Regions from separate parts of the Mus musculus genome. Here all the other regions are linked to region 1. A link is a contact called in public HiChIP or PLAC-seq data. All regions are on one chromosome and are shown on one strand. Each heading gives the region's core, a stretch centred on a gene start, on an enhancer-like site or on the middle of the called end of the contact. The rest is flanking DNA. Distances are from core to core; before and after follow the strand shown.

Region 1 (3,124 bases), core at 329-2,828:
TTGGGACTGCAGTCACAGAGGGATATGTGCTATCGTATGGATGCTGGGAACTGAACCCAGGGCCTCCACAAGAGCCACAAGTGGTTGTAACCACTGAGCCATCTCCCCAGTGCCTTTTCCCGACCTTTAATAGTTGGTTGCTTGACATAGGTATGTCTGTGTTGGGGTTTTACTGTCTGAAGTCACAGCATGTCCTCTGAGTTCACATGTATTTTTTTTTTAATCTTTCTTGTGTAATGTCCTGGCTTATTTGTGGCATTTTCTTCTGCAGGCTGTGGTTTTGATTTTGTTTAGTTTTAGATGGGTTTTGCTTTTCTTTTGTGTGTACATGGTGGTGGTGCTGGCGGCGGCGGTGGTGGGGGCGGCGGCAGCGGCAGCGGCGGCTAAAGAAGTCCAGAGGACAGTCGCTAGGTGTCCTGGAGCTGGAGTTACACGGTGGCTGTGAACTGCGTGTTGTGGGTGCTGGGAACCAGATTCTGGTCTTACCTGCTGAGTTCTCTCTCCAGAACACCTCCCCTTTTTTCTGGTTTATGAGAAAGGCAGGTACCCCCGGGAACCCCCAACGCCCCTCTTTGCCTACTGAGTTTAGGATGGCAGGTGTGAGTAACATACCAGGTTGTTTAAATTCTCTATTTTAAAATCTTTTTTTGGGTTGGTTGGTTTGTTGAAAGGAGGTATCTGTCCGTGACATGAGACTCACTATGTAAACCAGGCTGGTCTTGAACTTGGAGTGGGTCCCTCTGCTTTTCAAAGGGCCTGAGTTCTTCATCGATTTGAGGGTTTGAGGAGCTAGAGGTGGAACTCAGTGGTTGAGGGCTTGTCTGACCCTTGTAGCCTGCGCCCATCCAGCCCGCACTCCCGCCCCCAGTCCCCGAAGTCAGGTTTTCGAACTTATTGAGGCTTTCTTTTCTTCTGTCTTTTCTTTCCTTATTTTTAGACAGGGTCTTGCTGTGTAGCCCAGGGTAGCTTGGAGCTAACAGCAATTCTGCTGCCTCAGCCTTCAGTCATAGGCATGGACCACCAAACCTGGCTTCTTTTTGAATTGTTTTAGCCTCTGTGGACAGAGATTTTGTTTGTTTTTCTGGATTTTGGACTTTCCCTCAAGGCTGATACAAACTCCTTTTTGAGTACCTTTGCGTTCTCCCTGGGGGCAGGGAGCTGGTATCTTCTTTGCACCTATTTGAGTGGGCTTTGTGTACCAAGCTGTGGAAATTTATGTATATTTTCTCTTGTGTTTATGACTTTTATTTTAAAATTGCTCTGCACATTTACGTTCATGTCGGGTCCATTCTTCTGTGTGTGGCTTGTCCCCGACCTTTGCAGAGTAGCTCTCCGCCTTTTACTTGTCTCTCCTCCAGCATCACTTTGTGCGCTTCGTCCACACAGCCTTGAGTTTATTTGTTCTCACTGCTGAATAGTCAACACAGTGTTTACCCACTGTAGGGTGATGGGCATCTGGCCTACTTCCGTTAGATCACGAGGCACCAACAGTCTCGGGTCTTCAATGCATGCGCCTGTGTGTTTTGTCAGTCCTAGGCAGGGTGTGGCAGCGATACCATGCCTTTCCAGTTGTGGCTTGATTAGCACAGCACCGGCAGTGCCCAGAGCTGCCATGTACGGCCCCACAGGCTTGCCAGCGTGGTCCTGAGAGGGTGTAGTTTCTGCCTAGACTGATCTCCAGCTTCATGTAATTCCAGGAGCGGCCCCAGCAGCCTCTTCTTGTTGGCATTTGTTTAGAAATATACAAACCGATTTCTTAAATTTCTTTGAAAATGCAAAAAGCCAAAAATAATGAGGGCATTCCTGAAGAACAGAGCTGAGGGGCTGTCCCACCAGGTATGAGGATGTCATGAAAGCCTCAGTCATGGAGGTAGTGACATAAAGACAGAAGGGACGGTCAGTGAGCTGAAGGACAAAAATGTCTAGAACCAGATGCATTGCTTTCGATAGCCTGTCTCTGCTGGTGAGCTTCCTGTCACTGTTAACACATACCTGTGGTAACTTACGGAAGAAGGACAAAGGTCCACAGTTCTGCAGCGTCCGGTCCATGGTTGGTTGGCCCTGTGACAAGGCAGCACATGTTGATGGGAGCATGTGATGCTCAACCCATTACCAACCAGGGAGGAAAAAGAAAGGAAAGCCAGGCAGTGGTGCATGCCTTTAGTTCCAGCAGTTGGGAGACAGAGGCAGGCTGTTCTCTGAGAGTTCAAGGCCAGCCTGGTCTACATATCAACTACTACCAGGACAGCCTTAAAAGAAGGGGGAGGAGGACACTGGGCCCCCACAGTCCCTTTTAAGGGCACAGCTCCATTGAGCTGAAGACCAGCCGTAAAGGTTTCCGCATCTCCTTTATTGCCGCCTTGAGGTTGGGGGCGGGGGCAGACTAGGCTTTGCCTTTCCACCTTGAGTGGCTTTTGAGGTCTCACACCCTGGAGCCTCTGTCCTGGTCTTGGCTGGGCTCTTTCCCTACAGCACTGCTGCCTTCTCAGGTGACCTGTGGCTGTCATTTTGGGGCATTTTTGCCTGTTTCTTCGAGCTTATTTTCCTGTTCCTTCCGGTGTCATCTTCTGAAACTGAGGCATCAGAAGGCAGCCACTGTCTTAAACAACAAGGCTGTGTTTTCTTTCTTTCTTTCTTTCTTTCTTTCTTTCTTTCTTTCTTTCTTTCTTTCTTTTTTTTTTTTAGATTTATTTATTATTATATCTAAGTACACTGTAGCTGTCTTTAGATGCACCAGAAGAGGACGTCGGCAGATCTCATTACAGATGGTTGTGAGCCACCATGTAGTTGCTGGGATTTGAACTCAGGACCTTCGGGAGAACAGTCAGTGCTCTTAACCACTGAGCCATCTCTCCAACCCAACAAGGCTGTTTTTTACCAAGTAAAGTCAAGTCCAGAGGCAGGCAGCATTGGGACTCACTGGTCCAGCGGTTCTACCCTCAGAGCTCAGCAGTCTTATCATTAAAAACTGAGTACTGAGTTAGCCATTGGTGGGCTAGAATGAATGGCCTGGTGTGGTGGCATCGACTGCTTTGTGTGGACACCTTTTCTTTTCTTTTCTTTTCTTTTCTTTTCTTTTCTTTTCTTTTCCTTTCTTTTCTTTTTTTTTTCTTCTTCCGAGACA
Region 2 (3,124 bases), core at 202-2,701, 220 kb after region 1:
CAGATCTGCTCTAGCCCAGCCACTCCTTAGAATGGGGTAGGAGACTCTGAGGGTTCCAGCACACTGAGAGCTCAGTCGGGGTCTGGCCACGGCAGGTACTTAGTGGACTTAGTGATTCATCCTTGCATGCCGTGGGAGGCTAGCAGAAGGGCCAGGAGAGGTCTGCAGGTTCCACCTATGTCCAGGGTACTTCCTAGCTAATGTCCTGGGACAGCCTCCTCCCCACCATCTCAGTGTCACTCAGAGTTACGCCACCTCCTCACTAAATTCCCTTATGTTCACCATGGCTGCCAGCAGTCACTGTTCCCCAACACTAGTGTCCCACCGCCTACCTCCAGGTGGATGGCAACCTTTATTAAAGAGCAGAACCCAGGTGCTGAAAATATTCTGAGTCTGTTGTGACAATGGCTATGCTGTGAATATATGAAACTGCAGAACTGTACATTTTAAATGGTACAACCTACAGTGTGACCTACAGCTTAATAAAGTTTTTATAACAAAGCAAAAGCATACCCCATCCTTATTGCACAGTAAAGTCCTGCCTGCCCTCTAGGTAAGGCACCACACCAGACTTGACTACACTCAGACAAAACAAAACAAAAACAAAAACCCGCTTTCAGAAGGAAATTGTACTCTGGAGTCTCACCATTTCTATCCCATTTCCCCTTAAATCCCACTACACCTCAATACAGAAGACACCAATGTGCCCAATATTGCTGATGGGAAAACTGAGGTTCCCAAACGTGCAAAAACAGTATGTGGGCTGATGAGTCCCCTGAGGTCCTTCTGCAGTGCTGTGCACCCAAACACAGTACTCAATAAGCAGGTCACACCAGCAAAACCAGGTGGCTGGGGTGCTGACTCAGCATAGTGGGGCGCCCACCCGGCCAACACCTCCTGCAGAGCCATGCAGGACCCGCCCCCTCTTCAGCGAGGAAAGTGTCTGAAGCAAATCCCAAACCCACAAGCGTCTCTGAAGCTGCCTCAGTTTCCCTATGCGACAGCAGGGCTGGTTAGCGATAGTTCTCCAGCACTGCAGCGCTCCGTTCGCTATTGCTCGCCATCGCCTCCGAGGTGGCTGTGGGGACAACTCCAGAGCCACTCAGGCAGAGTGAGACATCTCCTTAGTCCCTCCCACGCCCCACATCCCCGCCCGATTCCAGACCCTCGGACAGTACTCCCGGCAATGCAAAGGTCGCCTCAGCAACACCAACCCACCCCAGGTCACCTGCTTCCCCGAAGCTGTCATTCTCTCCTTCCGTGCCCGCATCCACCGGCATGCCTAGGTCCCCGTTGGGGCCCGACATTGCGGGCTCGGGCGCCGCAGAGGCCACGCGAAGATGGAACTTGGCGATCGTCGCGCGGAAAGCCGGCGCTGGGCGGAAGGTGCGAGCAGCTGGTTGAGCACCGGGCCGGAAGCGTGGAACGCAGCGGCGCACCGGGGCCCGCCCTGAGCCCCGCCCAAAGCCCAGCCCGTAGGCCCCCGCGCAACCACGCCCTTAAGCTCCGCCCCCTCCTTGCTTGGGCGCTCTATCGCGCTCACAAACATGGCTCCGCCCCGTCCCCTCTCGGGCTCCTCCTCCTCTCGCTTCCGAGCCCCGCCCCTCTCCCGGCCGCAGTGACCCGCTGTCAGCGGAGCAAGGTCGGGCAGTGGAGACCCTGGCCCGCTAGTGCTTGGGATGTGTTTGAGGCTCCATCCTGCTGCTTCCGCCCCTCTACGCGTTCGGAATCAGCACCTCTCCTCCCCAGTCACCAGGAATCAGCCTTCTTCCCATCTCCCCTTGATGCAGCCGAGATGATCCACAACCCCTGTCCTATCTTAGCCAATCTTGGCCTCATCTCTTCTCTTAGGACTCTCAACGGCTACACTTTTCGGGTGAGACCAGATTCCAGCCCAGGACAGTAGATGTGAAGCCAATCGGTTTGATTCACGCCAATAAATATGACATGGGCTGGAAAAGGAATGGGAAGTGTGTGTCAGGTTCCCAGTACAGAAAAGGAAGGCTTAGTGTACTTTGCTGTAGGTGCTCCTGGGGGCCGTGGAAGGTGGCGCTCCATCATGGAAGGCTTCATGATACAGACCTCCAGTGGTCACATCCCCTGACTCCATGCCCACTGGGAGGGGAAAAGAAACCTGTACAGAGTCAACATCCAATTGTGGATTGAACCCAGAGGAGCAATCCGGGATCCAGCTCTGTGTCAGGGTGGTGTCTCAGGAACTCTCAGAGACCACCATGGCATCATGGCACAGTGACTATTCCAGAGTGCAGCCTGGTCTCAGCATACAGGCTTTAGTAAAGCTGGGTGAGGAAAAGAGGATTCTTCCTCAAATCCCAGAAGGAGCACAGCCCTGTGGACACCATGAAACTACTGCAAGCGTGGGCATCTGGAACTGGAAGAGAGTACACGTGAGCTTCTGCAACTGGTATATGCTGCAACTTGTTACAGTGCCAGTGGGAAGCTCATGTCTGCATTAGCCAGGAAGAGGGAAGAAAGCCCTGTCTGTGCCAGGAGAGTTTGAAGAGCTCAACAGCAGCAAGAGGCTATGGGAAGCTGACTTCCTTGGTCCAACAGAAGAAACTGGATCTAGGCTAGAAAGATAGCTCAGCAATTAAGAGCACACAGTGCGCTGAGACCCAGTTCAATTTCCAGCATCCACATCAGCAGTTCATCCTCACCTGTAGTACCGGTTCCGGGAAAATCCATTTGTCTCTGGCCTCCTCAGGCACTTAACATATGTGCGTATACTTATATGCAGACAGACAGGGAAAAAAACAATAAATAAATAAGCAAAACTGGAAAGTTGGCTCGGCAGTTAGGAGCGCTGTTCTAAAGGATCTGGGTTCAATTCCCAGCACCCATATGGTGGCTCATAACTGTGTGTTGCTTCAGTTCCAAGTGATCTAACTCTTTCTCCTGGCCTCTATAAGAACTGCATATACATGGTTTGCACACATACAAAGGAAGGCAAAACATCCATATAAATAAAAATAAATAAATAGGAATCAGGGGGTTGTGGCACACAGCATTTGGGTAGCAGAGTCCAGAAGATCTCTATGAGTTCCAGGACAGTCTGTTCTATGTTCAGAGTTCCAGACCAGTCAGGGATACATAATAGCAGGAC
Region 3 (3,124 bases), core at 177-2,676, 160 kb before region 1:
TCCATTTTTAATTTTTGAGTGAAAAATCGTATAGCCATGAAGGTTAGCTGTGCCCCCAGCTGAAAGAGTGTTATTACAGGCTTAGCAGCCTGTTGGAGTTTTAGGTGTGGTGAGTTGACTTCCAGTATGGATAGCATTGTGTATTTTTGAATAGTGCTTCTCAAATGGTGAGATGGCCTGTATGTTCTGTGCTATGAATATCTAGGGTCAGAGGTATTCCCAGCACCAATTGTTGAATCAGCTTGTCTACTTGACAGTTCATTTCATAATGGGGGAGGAGAACTAAATGGGCGCACTGTGAGTGAGCATAGTGGGCTGCTCCTGCAAGTCCCACCCTTCCCAGGGGCAGCAGGGGAGAGGAAGTGGGTGCGTCTGTTCCTCTCATCCTCTCCCCCAGTCTCTGCTCCATCTCTGTTACACTACTGCAGAAATGGAATTTCCGTTTTTCATTTTATTAAATGGCTTTTATTTAATGGATATATTAAAGCCTAGTGTTTTCCTTGTTCATACAGTTCTCAATATAGAAATATTTCAAGATTATTTTTGAATACTTTAATGCATCTTCCCCCCAGCTACCCAGCTAGCTACCAGAACAATGAATCATTTGCCTTTTAATTTTTCTCTTGTAGGAAATTCGCCGCCTTCACCAGTACGTGAAATTTGCTGTCCAGGATGTGAATGACGTCCTAGACTTAGAGTGGGATCGGCATCTGGAGCAGAAGAAGAGACAGAGGTGAGGGCGAGGACATGTTATCCCCTCCGCTTTTTGTAGGAGCACAAGTAAAAATCTCACAGGCACCTTTCCTCCTGCTTAGCCATTTCACCTTTACATGTATCATTTACAAAACCCTGAGTGATGGCCGTTGTAATTTATATAAATGAGTTTGCATCACATCTTATGCATGGAATTTTAAAATGATAACTTGAATTTTAACTGGGCGTGGTGGTGCACGCCTTTAATGCGAGCACTTGGGAAGCAGAGGCAGGTGAATGAATCTTTGAGTTCAAGGCCAGCCTGGGCTATACAGAGAAACCGTGTCTCGAAAACAAACAAAAAAAAGAATATGCATTTTGTAAGGGTTGAGAGTAGCTCGGGGATAAGGCAGTTGACTTCTGTGTGTCTATACCACATGTTCAATGTCTAGCATTTCAATTGTCAAAGCCCAAACATCAAGAAGGTATACGTTACCCTTTGTTGCCACCGATAACATGTTCTTGAGGAATTACATTGAATGATTTTTATCTTGTATCAAACGTATAAAATAATTGAAAAGCATTTCAGATGTTTTCAGTGGGAAGGTACAAGTGTTGGAGAGAGGAAGCAGATCTGTGGGGAGATTCACAGAAGCACCTCACAGCTCCACCCTGCTGCCAGGTGGGACTTGTGTAGTGGTAACATGGCTAGTGTGACAGTCCCACTGTCTCCAAGACACACTGCCAACTGTGCAGGCTTCAGTTATCCTGTAAGCCTGCTGCATTGCTGAGCTGCGCGCCCATATCAAACATGCCTAGGCCAGCGAGTTCCCAGTTAGTCATAACCTGGCTGCAGTGTCTAAGTCCATTATGTGAAAGAACTCAGTGGGGAAACCCCCACTCAGCTCCCGATTCGGCGTGCACCCAAGAATCACGAATAGAACACAACACCTTGATGTAACAACAAGAGGTTTTTAATGGCGGAGCTCCGGGTCGAAACGTATCTCACATAACAGGAGACAGTGGATTCGACCACGAGGCTTGGAAGCTAGGGGTTTTTATAGAAAAGGAGTGGGGCTGGGGGAGGAATTGGCGCGGTTTCACATGATTGGTCCATTTAAACATCAGCTGTAACATTTAACTTAGGTCAGAGGGGTAGGAGATAGGGAGGCGATGGGCCTGCCCGGGCATGTCCTGGTCTGTTCTGCTATGTTCTCAGCCCCAGGTTTCAAAGCTCACAAACAACTCTTTGGGCTATTTGACATACATTACATGAATTACAGTTTTATTTCCTTTCATATGCATATCTTGTACATAACTGTGCTACAGGATAATTTATGTGTTATGTGTCTGTGGTGTACATTGCAATATTTTGTGAAATGTAAGATTATTTCAATATTATTATGTGAAATGAAATATGGATGATGGAACCAACCACCCAAGTGTCATGCCAAGGAAAACATCAAATAAACCTAGAACAATGGAAAAAAAAGAGAATTCCCCATGGGATTGGATAGGATGGCTCAATGGTTAACAGTCCTGGCTGATCTTCCAGAGGACCTGAGTTCAATTCCCATCACCCACATTGGGTACTGCACAGCTGCCTGTAACTCCAGCTTCAAGGAATCTGACCATCTTCTTTGCACAAGCTCTGTATGTTCATAGTGCTCATACTCTGACACACACTAAGTAAACACACCTTAGAAAACAGAGAGCAGTCCTCTTGTACATTTGTTAGTTTTCCAAGTTGTCCTTTTGAGAAAATATTTTTCTTCCCACCCCCACTTTTTTTTTTTTTTGGTTTGTTTGTTTGATTAGCATTTTGAGAAATGCTCTCACCGTTTATTGTCCCGAAGGCCTTGGGTGCTTGGCATTCCTCCTGCCTCAGTCTCCCAAGGGCTGGGAATGTAAGCATGAGCATGAGGGAAAATTAATTAAGGTGGCTGTTTAAAGTGATGCTGAAGACGGGCGAGCTTGCAGCTGCCTGTCATGGTCTGGTTTGTGCTTGTGCTTTGTAGAAGGAATAGAATGCTGTGTGCTGAGAACGAGGAAGTACTCCAGAAAAGCATGAGTGTGTTAACCCTCATACACGTTGCTTTGCCTAGAAGTAGGCTTTCTGAGACTGCACATGCTACCAGAAACGAGCTTTCTTTACTGTTACTGCCCCAGCCATCTCCTCGCTGCACGGCACTGATCAGGTCCCTTTCCGCAGAGCTCAAGTTCACTCTCTTGGCTGCCTTGTTCTTCTCAGTGGGTCCGAGAAAAGGAAATAAAACTGAAAGTTTCTGTTGAACATCAGCAGTTTTCATTCTGATCGTTCTGTGCTGAGAGACCGATGCCCAGACAGACAGCAGCAGACAAACCATGTGGCTTGTACTTGTTTTGAACTACCCATTTTTTGTTTGTTTGGTTTTTTTTTTAATTTTTTATT

Evidence for each region. HiChIP or PLAC-seq counts read pairs in DNA pulled down with a chosen protein or histone mark.
Region 2: a contact with region 1 is called in a FOXA1 HiChIP or PLAC-seq map of pancreatic cancer cells. The contact joins the promoter of 1110008P14Rik here to the enhancer-like site in region 1. A contact is called at or near these places in 1 of 484 Hi-C or Micro-C datasets (neutrophils), 8 of 115 datasets of contacts at active chromatin or transcription factors (bone marrow-derived macrophages, embryonic stem cells, epiblast stem cells and 3 more) and 2 of 9 other capture datasets (adipose tissue and liver).
Region 3: a contact with region 1 is called in an H3K27ac HiChIP or PLAC-seq map of embryonic stem cells, with 6 read pairs. The contact joins two enhancer-like sites. A contact is called at or near these places in 1 of 39 promoter capture datasets (hippocampal neurons), 1 of 115 datasets of contacts at active chromatin or transcription factors (embryonic stem cells) and 2 of 9 other capture datasets (adipose tissue and macrophages).

What each region holds. Positions count from the first base shown.
Region 1 is chr2:32,163,218-32,166,341 of GRCm38.p6, forward strand. All of the region lies in intron 1 of Prrc2b (proline-rich coiled-coil 2B), which reads left to right. Among named protein-coding and RNA genes, the nearest start is that of Prrc2b, 14 kb to the left of the region's middle. Within about 2 kb of position 1,579, at least 88 of the 459 cell types and tissues checked have an H3K27ac peak or open chromatin away from gene starts, as enhancers often do. A contact at or near this core is called in embryonic stem cells, extraembryonic endoderm stem cells, liver and 1 more, where this site is marked.
Region 2 is chr2:32,380,464-32,383,587 of GRCm38.p6, forward strand. 1110008P14Rik (RIKEN cDNA 1110008P14 gene) reads right to left here and starts at 1,452. Exons shown (of 2, transcript NM_198001.2): 1 at 1,229-1,452. The coding sequence starts at 1,307.
Region 3 is chr2:32,006,060-32,009,183 of GRCm38.p6, forward strand. It overlaps Nup214 (nucleoporin 214), which reads left to right. Exons shown (of 36, transcript NM_172268.2): 18 at 630-733. Among named protein-coding and RNA genes, the nearest start is that of Gm13609, 9.7 kb to the right of the region's middle. Within about 2 kb of position 1,427, at least 18 of the 459 cell types and tissues checked have an H3K27ac peak or open chromatin away from gene starts, as enhancers often do. A contact at or near this core is called in embryonic stem cells, where this site is marked.